Regions from separate parts of the Sus scrofa genome. Here region 1 is linked to region 2. A link is a contact called in public Hi-C data. All regions are on one chromosome and are shown on one strand. Each heading gives the region's core, a stretch centred on a gene start, on an enhancer-like site or on the middle of the called end of the contact. The rest is flanking DNA. Distances are from core to core; before and after follow the strand shown.

Region 1 (6,359 bases), core at 3,443-5,942, 120 kb before region 2:
TTGTCTCTGTGGAGGCCCCAGTTCCATCCCCAGCCACGTGCAATGAGTTAAGGTTCCCATGTTGCTCCAGCTGTGTCTTGGATTTGATCCCTGGCCTGGGAACTTCCATATGCTGTAGGGGCGGCCGAAAAAGAAAAAAATAAATAAATAAAATAAAAGTTTTTCCATAGTAATAATAAGCTGGAAAACCATTTACAACTTATATGCAGGGAAAAAAGGATAAACATACTACAAATCAATGAGAAAAAAGTTCAACAAAGACCAAGTGAAAAAAAGGGCAAATGAACACAGAATCCACCAGGTCAAGACTGCCCCCTTAAAAAGACTCATAAATATGGAAAATTGCTCAACATTACTCTTTTTTTTTTTTTTTCCCTGCCTTTTTAGGGCCGCACCCGAGGCATATGGAGGTTCCTAGTTTAGGGATCCAGAGATGTAGCCGCTGGCCTACGCCACAGCCACAGCAACACCAGATCTGAGCCTTGTCTGCGACCTACATACACCACAGCTCACGACAACGCCAGATCCTTAACCCACTGAGTGAGGCCAGGGATGGAACCTGCATCCTCATGGATACTAGTCAGATTTGTTTCTGCTGAGCCACGACGGGAACTCCCTCAACTTTACTCTTAATAAAAATAAATGAAAAATAAAATCCCTCCCAGCTTTTTGTTTTCCCATCTGATTGGCGAGGATAAAAAGGGTTGATAACACACGGTGTAGTTCAGGATGTGAGGAAATAGGCAGTCTCATACTTTATTGATGGGAGGACAAACTGGTACAACCGCCGTGTGGAGCACTTTGCCAACATCCATTAAAACAAAACAAAAAGAAATTCACATACTCAGTTACCGGTAATTCCACTTCCAGGAATTTACCTAACAGATAAATTCCCACATATGCAAAATAACAAATGGACAAGTTATAGCTTTATTTATAATAAGATAAGATTGGAAACTACCTAAGTGTTCCCAAAAAGGGGATTAGACAAGTAAATTATAGCCTATCTTTATAAAGTGTGTTAATTTAAAAAACTGAGGCCATGGGAGTTCCCATTGTGGCGCAGTGGTTAACGAATCCGACTAGGAACCATGAGATTTTGGGTTTGGCCCCTGGTCTTGCTCAGTGGGTTAAGGATCCGGTATTGCTGTGAGCTACAGTTGTAGGTCGCAGACGCGGCTGGGATCCCGAGTTGCTGTGGCTGTGGTGTAGGCCGGAGGCGACAGCTCCGATTCGACCTCTAGCCTGGGAACCTCCATGTGCTGTGGGAAGTGGCCCTAGAAAAGGCAAAAAGACAAAAACAAAACAAAACAAAACAAAACAAAAAACCCAAAAACTGAGGCCAACTGGAAAAGCAGAGCTCAGCAAAAAAAAGCAAGATGTAGCAGTGTTTATAGCAAGCTACTGTTTGCATACAATATTGAGTCCTATAAATTTGCTTGTGAATACAGTGACCATCTCTGAAAGACTACAGAGGAAAGGGCTTAAGAATGGTGACCTCTGTTAGGGGAACTGGGGATTGGAAAGAAGGGGTGGGAAGAAGACTTTTTGATTCTCTGCTCTGTGGTATATTTTTCATATCTTTTTTATTTTTATTATTATTTTTTCTTTTTAGGGACTCAGCTGCAGCATATGGAAGTTCCCAGGCTCAAGGTCGAATCAGCACTGCAGCTGCCAGCCTATGTTACAGCCGCAGTAATGCCAGATCTGAGCTACATCTGCGACCTACACTGCAGCTCTGGCAATGCCGGATCCTTCACCCATTGACTGAACCCAAATCCTCATGGACGCTTAACCCGCTGAGCCACAGTGGGAACTCCTCCAATATCCTATTTTTAATCAATTAAATTACCACAAAATTAATTGATTAATTCACTTCCATGGTCAACTTTCCAACCAATGACCTCTCATAACACATTTGCCCTCCTTTGGTCACACTGCTTCTCCTTCAGCTTCTAAAACATCCCAAGATCTTCCTGCCTCAGGACACTTTGCGCAAGCTATATCCTCTGCCTAGGCTGATGTTCTCTAAACTCTTCCGACGGGTGGCATTTCCTTACACTTCAGATCTTCGGTTCTAAGTTATCCCTTTGAAGAGGCCATCCCTGGCACCCTACACAAACAATTGAAAGAACACTTGAAAAAAATGACTCTCTTGGAGTTCCCACTGTGGCTGAGTGGCTTAAGAACCTGACTAGTATCTGTGGGAATGGGAGTTGGATCCCTGGTCTCACTCAGGGGGATAAGGATCCAGCATTGCTGTGGCTGTGGCGTAGGCCAGCAGCTGCAGCTCTGATTCGACCCCTAGCCAGGGAACTTCCATATGCTGCAGGTGCGGCTCTAAAAAAAAAAAAAAAGAAAAAAATGTCCCTCTTCCTCACTGGGCAGGGAGGGCGAGGCTTACATCCCTGACCACCCACTCTAAAGGAGCACCTCTTTCTTCACCCTCTTTACGACAATACCCTGATTTGCTTTGTTCAGAGCACTAGTCACTATCTGAAATTACCTTGTTTGTTTTCTTAGTTGTTTACTCTCTCCATCTCAAGGGTTTAAGCCTCTATGAAAACATGGGCCGTGTCTTGTTCCTAACTCCATTTTCAGCAACCCAAACAATAAACATTTGCTAAATGAAATTATGCAGCATGTACCATAGACTTCACAAAGAACAACTCAAATCAATCACAGTAACTCAATGAGGGAGATTGGTTTTTACTCACATTACGTACGGTTAAGGATAATCGAGACACAGCGGTTGAGTAACTTTCCCAGTTAGCAAGGTTGGAATCCCAGACACAAGATTCTTGCCACGACGCGATGCTTTTTCGACATATAAACTAACCAGTGGATGAAACTGGCTAAATGAATGAATGAATGGAAACGTGAATGTAAACGTTTATCCTTTTTTGTCTCCGGATTCCCCAGCTCTACCGCAAGGGGGCGCTCTCGCCAAGGTCTTGACGCCAGTACTTAAAGGCGCGCACTCCCCTTGCGTCTCGGGCTCGCGCGCGCTGCCGCGGCACCGGAAGTGACTGAGGTTGCAAGTTCCCCCGGTCTCTTCAGGGGAAACTGAGGCCGGCTCGTTCGGAAGAGACAGCGCGAGCCACCAGCCAGGTAGGCCGGCCCAGGTCCGCGGCGCAGAACTCTGCCGCGAAGAGCGGTCGCGTCTGGAAACTACCTGGCCGATGAATGGGGGATGTGGCCCCCCATGGCTCGCGGGGCTCGCAGGTGAGAGCGCCGCCTCCCCTGTGCGTGGCAGGCGCTGCGCCCAATGGGAGCCCTCGCCGTCCTGCTTCCGTGCCACCTGGGCTCGCTGATTGGCCGCGCTGGGGCGGGCCGCCGGGGGCGAGACCCCTCCTCCCAGAAAGGTCTAGGGGGCGCCCCAGAGGGAGAGCGGTTGCCTAGCAACGGGGCGGTGGCCGGGCGGGTACCCGGCCTAGCGCGCGGAGGGAGCCGCGAGTCCGCAGCCCACCCACCCTGGGCTCGGGAGAGGTGCAGACCCCTGCCTCTAAACCCTCGCCAGGGCGCGAGGAAGCCACCCTGGGCCTGTCCACAGGAGAACGTGGTTTCAGCTGTGGGGGGGCCTCGAGGAGGCCTCGCCCATTCTCCCTGACCCGAGGAGAGGCCCGGCGCCTCACCCTCGCCCAGTCTTTGTGCCGGGCGCCGGCGGCCATTGTGTCCGTGCGGGGAATGGAGGACCCGGCAGCCCCCCACCGCCACGACCAGGGCCTTTGGGGAATTCAGAGAAAGCCAGCAGCGTTTCTGGGGGGTCCCCGGCTTTCCGCCTCCCTGAAAGGCCCGGGGATGGCCTTTCCGAAGTCAGACCGCAGATACGAGGCAGTTTCCCCCTCCCTCCGTCCCTCATCGAAACCTTGAGCCCCATTGAGAAGTCCCTTTAGGGTTTCAGTAAACCTCACCCTGGGCTGGTACTTAAATAGAAGAAAAACAAAAACTAAATCTCACACCAGCCACCTCCGGGAGAGTTCTCCTGGCTCCCAGTAGGAGGCGGAGAGCCAAGGGGCGTGCAAGAGCAAGGGGGCTGGGCTCCCGGGCCGCGGCTGCTGAAGCGGCCGCCCTCGATCTGGGCGATGGAGGAGGAAGCAGGCGAGGGGGCCGGTTCCTGAGCTTCGTAATTCCTGTATCGCCTTCTGGGCTCTCAGTCTGCCGGGTCGCATGATCCCTCCAGCCGGAGCTGCTTTTTTTGCCAGCCGCCGCGAGGCCGGCTGAGTTACCGGCATCCCGGCTGCCACCTCCTCTCCCGACCTCTGATACAAAAGATCTTCCGGGGGCTGCACCTGCCTGCCGGTCGCCTGAGACGGATTTGAATGTAGGTGGTGCGGGGGTGGGGGGTGGGGGACAGACTGCCCATGGGGGTGACTTTCCGAGGAAGACATTTCGGAGAAAAGGGGGTGGCTGAGGCTTAAAGGCCGGTGTGATGATTCAGAGCCCACTGGTGCTTTCAATTTGACTTTATTGAAGTCCCTTGGAAGCCAGACCCAGACCTTCCTAAGAGCCACAAAAGACCCCATTCTGGTACCTGGAGGGGGAATGGATGTTGCAGGGTAAATGGCATGCATGTTAATTTTTTTTTTTTTTTTTTTCTGAAGCTCTTTCTCTCCCTTCAGAACCTTATCTTGGCTTTGGATCTCAGAAGAGAACCACTAAGCAGAGACCAGACTCAGTGAGTGAGCAGGTGTTTTGGACAATGGACTGGTGGAGCCCATCCCTATTATAAAAATGTCTCAGAGCAACCGGGAGCTGGTGGTTGACTTTCTCTCCTACAAGCTTTCCCAGAAAGGATACAGCTGGAGTCAGTTTACTGATGTGGAAGAGAACAGAACTGAGGCCCCAGAAGGGACTGAATCAGAAGCGGAAACCCCTAGTGCCATCAATGGCAACCCATCCTGGCACCTGGCGGACAGCCCCGCGGTGAATGGAGCCACTGGCCACAGCAGCAGCTTGGATGCCCGGGAGGTGATCCCCATGGCTGCAGTGAAGCAAGCGCTGAGGGAGGCGGGCGATGAGTTTGAACTGAGGTACCGGAGGGCATTCAGTGACCTGACGTCCCAGCTCCACATCACCCCAGGGACAGCGTATCAGAGCTTTGAGCAGGTAGTGAACGAACTCTTCCGGGATGGGGTGAACTGGGGTCGCATTGTGGCCTTTTTCTCCTTCGGTGGGGCACTGTGCGTGGAGAGCGTAGACAAGGAGATGCAGGTATTGGTGAGTCGGATCGCAACTTGGATGGCCACTTACCTGAATGACCACCTAGAGCCTTGGATCCAGGAGAACGGCGGCTGGGTAAGGACCACGCCCCTTGTGGTGTCCCTGTTCCTTGGTCTCAGGTCAGATCCCCAACAGCCTTTCCTCTGTACCTCTTTCTGTCGCGCTGTGTGATTATTGGAGATGTTGTTTGTTAAGGAGATGTGACTGGCCTCACTGCAGCACAAGACGCTAACTGTCCTGAAATACAGATGACCTAGTTCTGCAAGGACCAGACAGCTTCGTTCTGGTCATCCCCATGACCCTACCCTTTCAGACTTGTGTCCAATTTCTCTGCAGAGGAAAACATAGCCTGTGTGTTCATTGGGCCCCAAACCTTTGCGGGTGGCGGGTTAGTCCGGTGTTTCCCTGACCCTGACGTAATGGCTCCCCTCGCTAAGGGTAACACCTGCAGGAGACGGTATCAGTGACCCACCAGTCCCTTCAGTCTTACTCCCCCTGGGATGTCAATCCTGTCCTGGGCTTCCCTCCCCCAGATGGAGTCCCCTGTGTTTCAGAGTTGGCATGACCAGGCAGGGAGTTCCCACTGGCTTAGATGGCTGAGGATTGTCTACTTTTAGGGTGTAAGCTGTGCCAGTGGGCCAGTTGTGTTTGTGCCACACCCCTATGTTCATTGGCTCTGAAGTGTGCAACTTTGGGTATGATTGGACTGTTTGTGGAGCTCTTTGCAGTGTCATGCATTAAGCCCAGGGACTTTGCACCTCACTGCCTGGGGTCGGTTGGGAAGCTCCAGCTGCCTGTTGCTTTCGGGCCAGGGCTCTGGGATCTCTTGCCCGCAAGGCAAGAACCTGGTCCGTGGGGCTCTGTGGGACATTGAGATTCAGTGACAGACTTCGGAAACAAAACTGACACAGGCGTGAGTCCCAGCCCTGTCGCTTAATTAGCCATGTGACCTTGGACAGGCCAGTTTACCTTGAGCCTCAGTTTCTTCCTCTTAAAAAAATGTGACCAGCCCTCCTTGCCCTGCAGGTCTCGTAAATCCTGGAGCGAAGGTGAGCACAGTGACGGACACCAGCCAGTTTGCTGTAGTAGTTGTTCTTGGTCCCAGGTTCTCCATCTGGGCCCAGAAATAGTCATGC
Region 2 (6,442 bases), core at 3,671-6,170:
CCTCCCCCCCGGCAAACCCGCCCCCAGTCACAGGCTCTCCCTCTCTCTTGCTCTGCTCTGTCACACACACACCAGTGCAGGCGCTGGCTCACAAGCATTCTCACAAGCAAACTCTCAAACACGCCAAGAGGGATCCAGATGCATAAACACAAGGTCGAAATCACCAAGTAGAAATACAAACAAAACACTGTCCCACGTAAGTTTCCACACCCTCACACTTACCCACGTGCTTCTACAAACCCCAAACTCAGATTTTCGCAAGAACACACACTCCTCTCTCTCTCTCTCTCTCACACACACACATGCACGCATAGTTGCACAGAGAGTCTCTCAAGCAGAAAGGGGCTTGGCCCCTCCCCCCAACTGCACACCTTGGCAGCTGGTTTTCCAGCCTCGGCCGGGGGTTTTTTCTCCTTCCCCCATCACCTGTGACGCGTGTGTCTCATGTGCCTCCACCTCCCCTCCCCACTCCAGGGGAGGACCCTGGGGTAGCCCGAGAGCAGGTGGGCCCCCAGCTCTTGGCAGCAAGGGGTGGGGGTGTGCCTGCCTAGAGGCAGAGGCCTGGGGAGAGGCCCTGAACACAGCGCCGAGGAGCTCAGCCTTCTGTGGGTCCCCTCGGTCACCTCCATCTCCCAGCCATCCCCGGGCTGGTCCCCAGAGGGCAAGGAGTGGGGCCCTCCACAGCTTCGAGGGCAGGGTGCAGGAGGTGGGGGAAGGGCCCATTGCAGACCCCAGCGGGCCTCCTCGGCCCCCCCGGGGTTCTGCCTTCACATGCAGATGGCCTGTTAGCCTCACCCGGTCTGCCTTAAAATGACAAAGAGGTTGGATGGTGTCTGGGCATCTCCCGAAATGAGGAGGGGAAAGATTGTTGTTGTTGCTGTTTGTCTTTTTAGGGCCACACCTGCGGCATATGGAGGTTCCCAGGCCAGGGGTCGAATCAGAGCTGTAGCCGCCGGCCTCCACCACAGCTGACAGCAATGCTGGATCCCTTAACTTGCCTCGCGGGGCCAGGGATTGAACCCACATCCTCATGGATCCTCGTTGGGTTGGTTACCGCTGAGCTGCAACAGGAACTCCTGAGAAGAGGAAGATTGTTAACTGTGGAAACAACCTAGAGTCAAAAGAGTTTGTGTTAAAAAATATGTACATGATAGAAAAAAAATCTGAAATCTGTGTCAAGCTGGTAACAGCAGTCCTCTCCGGGTGGCAGGAAGATGCTGTTTTATTTATGTGTTTTGAAACACATAATTCTAATTTTCTACAAGCTATGGGTGCAACTTTTGGATAATAAAAGGTTTTTATAAATGAGTATTTAATGGCATGAAAAATGCCCAGGTGGTGGTGGCCTCATGTGAGCTTAGAACTGGGAGGGCTCTTCAGTGCCGGGGGTGGGGGGCAGCTCCCTTCTCTGTGCCTTTATTTCCTCATCCGTAAGATGGAGACTCACCACATGGAGGATGCAGACACTTGGGATGGTGCTTGGCACACACTCAGTGTTTGACAATGGGAACTGCTGTGATTTTTCCATGAAGGTTTCGTTTCTTTATATATATATTTTTTGCGGGGCCCACACCTGCAGGATCTGGAAGTTCCCAGGAATAGGAGCTGCAGCCACCGATCTAAGCCAAAGCCACAGCCACAGCAACGGGGGATCGGAGCTGAGTCTGCGGCCTACACCACAGCTCATGGCAACACCTACTGAGCGAGGCCAGGGATCGGACCCACATCCTCATAGATACTAGTCAGGTTCTTAACCTGCGGAGCTGTAGCTCTCTCACTCTTTTCTGCTCTATTAGTCTCTTCCCTCTACTCAGACTGGCATCCCCTCCTGGAAATAGTAATGAAGGGTAAGTGAGCTTCCTTTCCTCACTCCTCTTTGCTTTTAATTTAGAGTTCAACAAATTTGGGTTCAAATCTCATCTTTGCCATTTTCTAGCTCTTTGCGACTCTGGGCAGGTTAACACACTGTGCCGGGCGGGGATGGAGCCTGAGTCCTGGTGCTGCAGAGATGCCGCCAATCCCTTTGCCATAGTGGAAACTCCTATTTTTATTTTCAATTGCATTTACTTATGAAAAACCCAAAATTTTAAAAATACAAAATATGCAAAAGATTACATATACAGAAAAAATTTCCTCCCAAGCCACTTAGATCCTTTGTATCTCTCTTGCCCTCAAATTTACCCCAATAGTATCTATTTTTTTCACATCTTGTAGACTTTTCTGAAAATATTATCTATTTACATTCTCTGCTGCCTCGATGGGTTAAGGATCCTGCATTGTCATTCCTGCGATGCAGGTCGGACTCCTGGCCTGGGAATTGCCTCATGCCATGGGTGCCGCCAAAAAAAAAAAAAAAAAAAAAGGCCTCTATTGAGGACTTGCTGTATGTGCTTTCCATGGATTATTCCACTTCATCCTCATTGCCGTCCATGAGGTAGATGGGAAACGGGCTCAGAGAGAAACTGCTTGCCTATAAGCCACGCAATTGGTAAGCAGTACCAACAACACACACAACTTGAGTGTGTCCATTTCTAAAACGCTATGTGTTAGGCCTCTAGGATTGTCTAGACAAGTCATTTAACAAATACTAGTGTCACTCTTTAGGTCACTGGGCTAGGTGCTAGGTTACAACGGTGGGGAGGAGAGCAAAGGCTGAGCCCTCTCAGAGTTTATATCTCGGCAGAGGTGGCCTGCCGCTGTTGCCCCACTTCTGGGTAGGAAAACCAAGGAACAGAAGGGGAAGAAACTGCCCTGAGGTCACACAGTGATAAAAGAACCGGGATACGCAGCTCCATTTTAGGTGGGGAAACTGGGGCACAGACAAGGGAAGCGAATCGTTCAAAGGAAGCCCCCTCGTAGGTAGCAGAGCCGGGATTCAAAGGCTCACAAGGTCTAGGCTGTCCCTGCGCCTGGCCCCACCCCTCAGGGGCGTGTCCAGGCGGGCCCCCGCCCCCGCCGCTCGCGCCCGCCTTCCTGGCAGCTCTGGCGGCCTTTTCCTGCCTGTGTTGCTGGGCGGGCGGCCGGCCCATCTGGCGGCCCCCACGGGGCGGCGCGGGGAGGCGGCCCAGACTCGTTGGAGCCAGGCGCCGGCCCGGGCCCCCCTGCCCGCCTGGAGAGCCCAGGTGTGGCCGCGGCGGGGGTGGGGGTGGTGCCTTCCTTCCCGCTCGGCCCTTCCTGACGCACCCGGGCAGGATGCTGCCTCCTCCCCGTCCTCTGCCTCCCACGACCCTGCTTGGAACGTGGAGGAGGGAAGCCTGGCCGTGGGAGAGCAGGGTGGGCGGGGCGCCACAGACCTTGTCCCTGGTCTCTACTCCTTAGGAGACCCCAGCAAGGCAAGTCTTGCCCTTATTTTTTTTGGGGGGGTGTCGGGGGTTTCGGTTTTCCTATTTGTGCAAGGACGGCTGAACTCCGACCTGGACCTCACAGGCTCTTGTCCTACCCCTCAAGGATCCTGGACAGGATTGTGGGAGCCCGAGGCATCTCTCCAGCCTGGTCTATCATTGAATTGAATTATAGCCATTTATAAACCCATTTCAAGTGTGACTTCCTGATGATCGCAAGTCAGCTGAAGAACTCGCGCTTGACCTGTGTTCCCTGCTGTGCCCATCCGCCTGACCGGTGCCCACTTCCTACCTGGTGCTGAAGCCCAGAAAGGGCATCTCAAGGCTGTCCCCCCAAAAGCTGCAGCCACCCTAGGGTGGGAGGGTCTTATTCATTTCATAGCTGAGGAAACAGGACAGAGGGAGCAGGCCTGCCTGTCACATTGTGGCGGCCAACCCTGCTGTTAGATGCTGTCCCTCTTTTTTTTTGCTATTTCTTGGGCGGTTCCTGCGGCATATGGAGGTTCCCAGGCTAGGGGTTGAATTGGAGCTGCAGCCACCGGCCCAAGCCAGAAGCCGCAGCAACTCTGGATCCGAGCCGCATCTGCAACCTACACCACAGCTCACGGCAACGCCGGATCGTTAACCCACTGAGCAAGGGCAGGGACCGAACCCGCAACCTCATGGTTCTTAGATTCGTTAACCACTGCGCCACGACGGGAACTCCTGCTGTCCCTCTTTAATGCTGCTCCAAGACAGGGAACCCGGCATTTATTATCCTGCTTTATGTCAAACAGCACCTGTGGTAAACACCATGGTCCTGGAAGCCAGGGACCCCTGGTTCAACGCCGCCGCTGCGCCCCCACCCCAATATCTCTATTTCAATTTCCTTTATCTGTAAAAAGGATAATACCTACCTCACAAGGTTGGTATAACAATTACTTTTTTTTTTTTTTTTTGTCTTTTTGCCATTTCTTGGGCCGCTCTGGCGGCATATGGAGGTTCCCAGGCTAAGGGTCTAATCGGAGCCGTAGTCACCGGCCTACGCCAGAGCCACAGCAATGCGGGATCTGAGCCGCGTCTGCAGCCTACACCACAGCTCACGGCAACGCCGGATCGTTAACCCACTGAGCAAGGGCAGGGATCGAACCCGCAACCTCATGGTTCCTAGTCGGATTCGTTAACCACTGCGCCACGACAGGAACTCCACGATTACATATTTTTAAAATACATAGCATAATGCTAGACACATCACATACAAATGAAATAGTGGAATGGCTGTCCCCCTTCCCCTCCCATCTTCTGTAGTCAAGGGAGACTGAGAACACAGAGAAGGACGCCTAACACAGCAGGGGCAGAGCTTGGGGGTTTTGGAGCAGTTTCCCAAAAAGCCACTCGCACTCTGGGGCGAAGCTGGCACCAGGCCCACTGAGGGCCCTGCCCAACCACCCACCCCCGCCTCTCTGGCGTGCAGGCCCAATCCATGCCAGGCCCAGTGCCATTTTTCCATGGGACTCTGGCTGTGGCAGTTCACATCTGGAGTCTAGACTCGGAGGCTCTGCGGGCCGGGCCTACCGCCCGGGCTGGGCCACCGCTGCCCGCTGTTTGCTCAGCTGAAGCTGGTTAATTGGAATTAGAGTGGCCTCTGCGGTGCAGGCTGGCCGGGCGGGCCCTGGGCGGCTGCTGCCGAGGTCTGTGGAACATCTGGCTGGGCCAGGACGGTCATTAGGTGGCAGGCGCCCGGCGCCACTGCCACCTCAGCCTCTGCCGGGGGTCGGCGGTGACTCAATAAGGTCTTTGTAGGCTCTGGGCCGCAGAACCAACCATGCTGTGTGCCTGGGCTGCCTGCCCCATCTGCTGCCCTCAGAGAGGCCTTGTTCCAGGACCACGGGGCCTCCCCTCTGAAGGCAGCTGGAGTTGTCGGCAGAGATCCGAGAAGCCCCTGAAAGGGACCCCCTTGGCTGGGAGAAGTTTTTGAGATTTCCTACCCTTCCTTTCCTTTCTATACAATTCAAGGCCCAGAGAAGTTGCTAGCTGGCCCAAAGGTGCCCAGCATACCCGGCGGTGACTCAGACCCAGGGGTCTGCAGAATTGCAAAGTCCTTACAACTCTGGAACTCAATCGGGATTGCTCAAGGTCAAACCCATGTCTATGGGTAAGCTGCCTCCATGTTCTCACCTGTACCCTGGGGCTAATGCTAGCACCCACAGCCTAAGAGTACGGGAATTAAGTGAAATCCTGTATTGAGGTGCTTGGTACATGTGACAGTTCAATACCTAGTGAGGTGATGACAGTGTACTTCCCATCCTCTGCTCCTCCGTGTCCTTTAGCTATCTCCAAACTGTCTGCAAGCCACTGTCACTTTCAGACTTCACACCTGAAGCATGGGCCAGAGAGAGCTCTGGGTTGAATGCTGAAGGCCTGAGTCTCAGTCCAGTGGCCACCAGCTCCCACCTCAGTTTCTCCACCCAGTGACCCCACACCAAGCAGGTGGAGGAGGGCTGTGCCGCCCCTTGCCTGGTTCACTGGGGGTTCCCCTACAAGCCATGACTGCTGTCTTTAGTGAACCTTGGGGAAACTCTGGCTCTGTGATGTCCAGCTCTCGGCTTGGATGGCCTCTCAGAAACACTGGACCCAATCCTCTCCTGGGGCCCAGGAGGTGGCTCCTCGAATCTGGATGCTCTGGTCTTGCAGAAGCCATTCTAGGAAGAAGCTCAGGAATGGGGTAGAGTGGGAGCAGTGGGACCCTGATCTAGAATCCAGGGCGATCTAGAATCTGAGTGCTCTTGAGCTGAAGTTGTGTGGCTATGGGAACCAGGGAAGCTGAGGCCTGCCAGCCTAGGAATAAAGTCTAAACTCTTCCCTGGGGCTCAGTAGCCCTGCCTGTTTCCCTGGCTTTATAGATACCGGTCCCTTTTGGTAGCATGGCCTCCTCCTTCCAAACCTTCCCCCCAATAGGTGACATGTCCAATACCTATCCAACACCCTCGCTGCACCCAAGCACTGGGAGGAATGTGGTGAGGAAAACTGGCTGGCTGGGGAGGGGGCTCGTGGGCCTCCTCTGCTGGTCGGAGGGCACCCCCAGGGTGCTGAGCTGGCATAAAGGCCAGGAGCCAAGTGGA

Evidence for each region. A called contact is a pair of places that touch in the nucleus more often than the background predicts.
Region 1: a contact with region 2 is called in a Hi-C map of embryonic fibroblasts, with 3 times the contacts expected there. The contact joins the promoter of BCL2L1 here to the enhancer-like site in region 2. A contact is called at or near these places in 7 of 47 Hi-C or Micro-C datasets (embryonic fibroblasts, epiblast stem cells, fetal liver and 4 more) and 2 of 2 datasets of contacts at active chromatin or transcription factors (alveolar macrophages and skeletal muscle).

Annotation. Positions count from the first base shown.
Region 1 is chr17:35,412,416-35,418,774 of Sscrofa11.1, reverse strand. It overlaps BCL2L1 (BCL2 like 1), which reads left to right and starts at 4,692. Exons shown (of 2, transcript NM_214285.1): 1 at 4,692-5,298. The coding sequence starts at 4,735.
Region 2 is chr17:35,288,594-35,295,035 of Sscrofa11.1, reverse strand. No RefSeq gene overlaps it. Among named protein-coding and RNA genes, the nearest start is that of ID1, 25 kb to the left of the region's middle. Within about 2 kb of position 4,920, at least 28 of the 83 cell types and tissues checked have an H3K27ac peak or open chromatin away from gene starts, as enhancers often do. A contact at or near this core is called in embryonic fibroblasts, omental adipose tissue, retroperitoneal adipose tissue and 1 more, where this site is marked.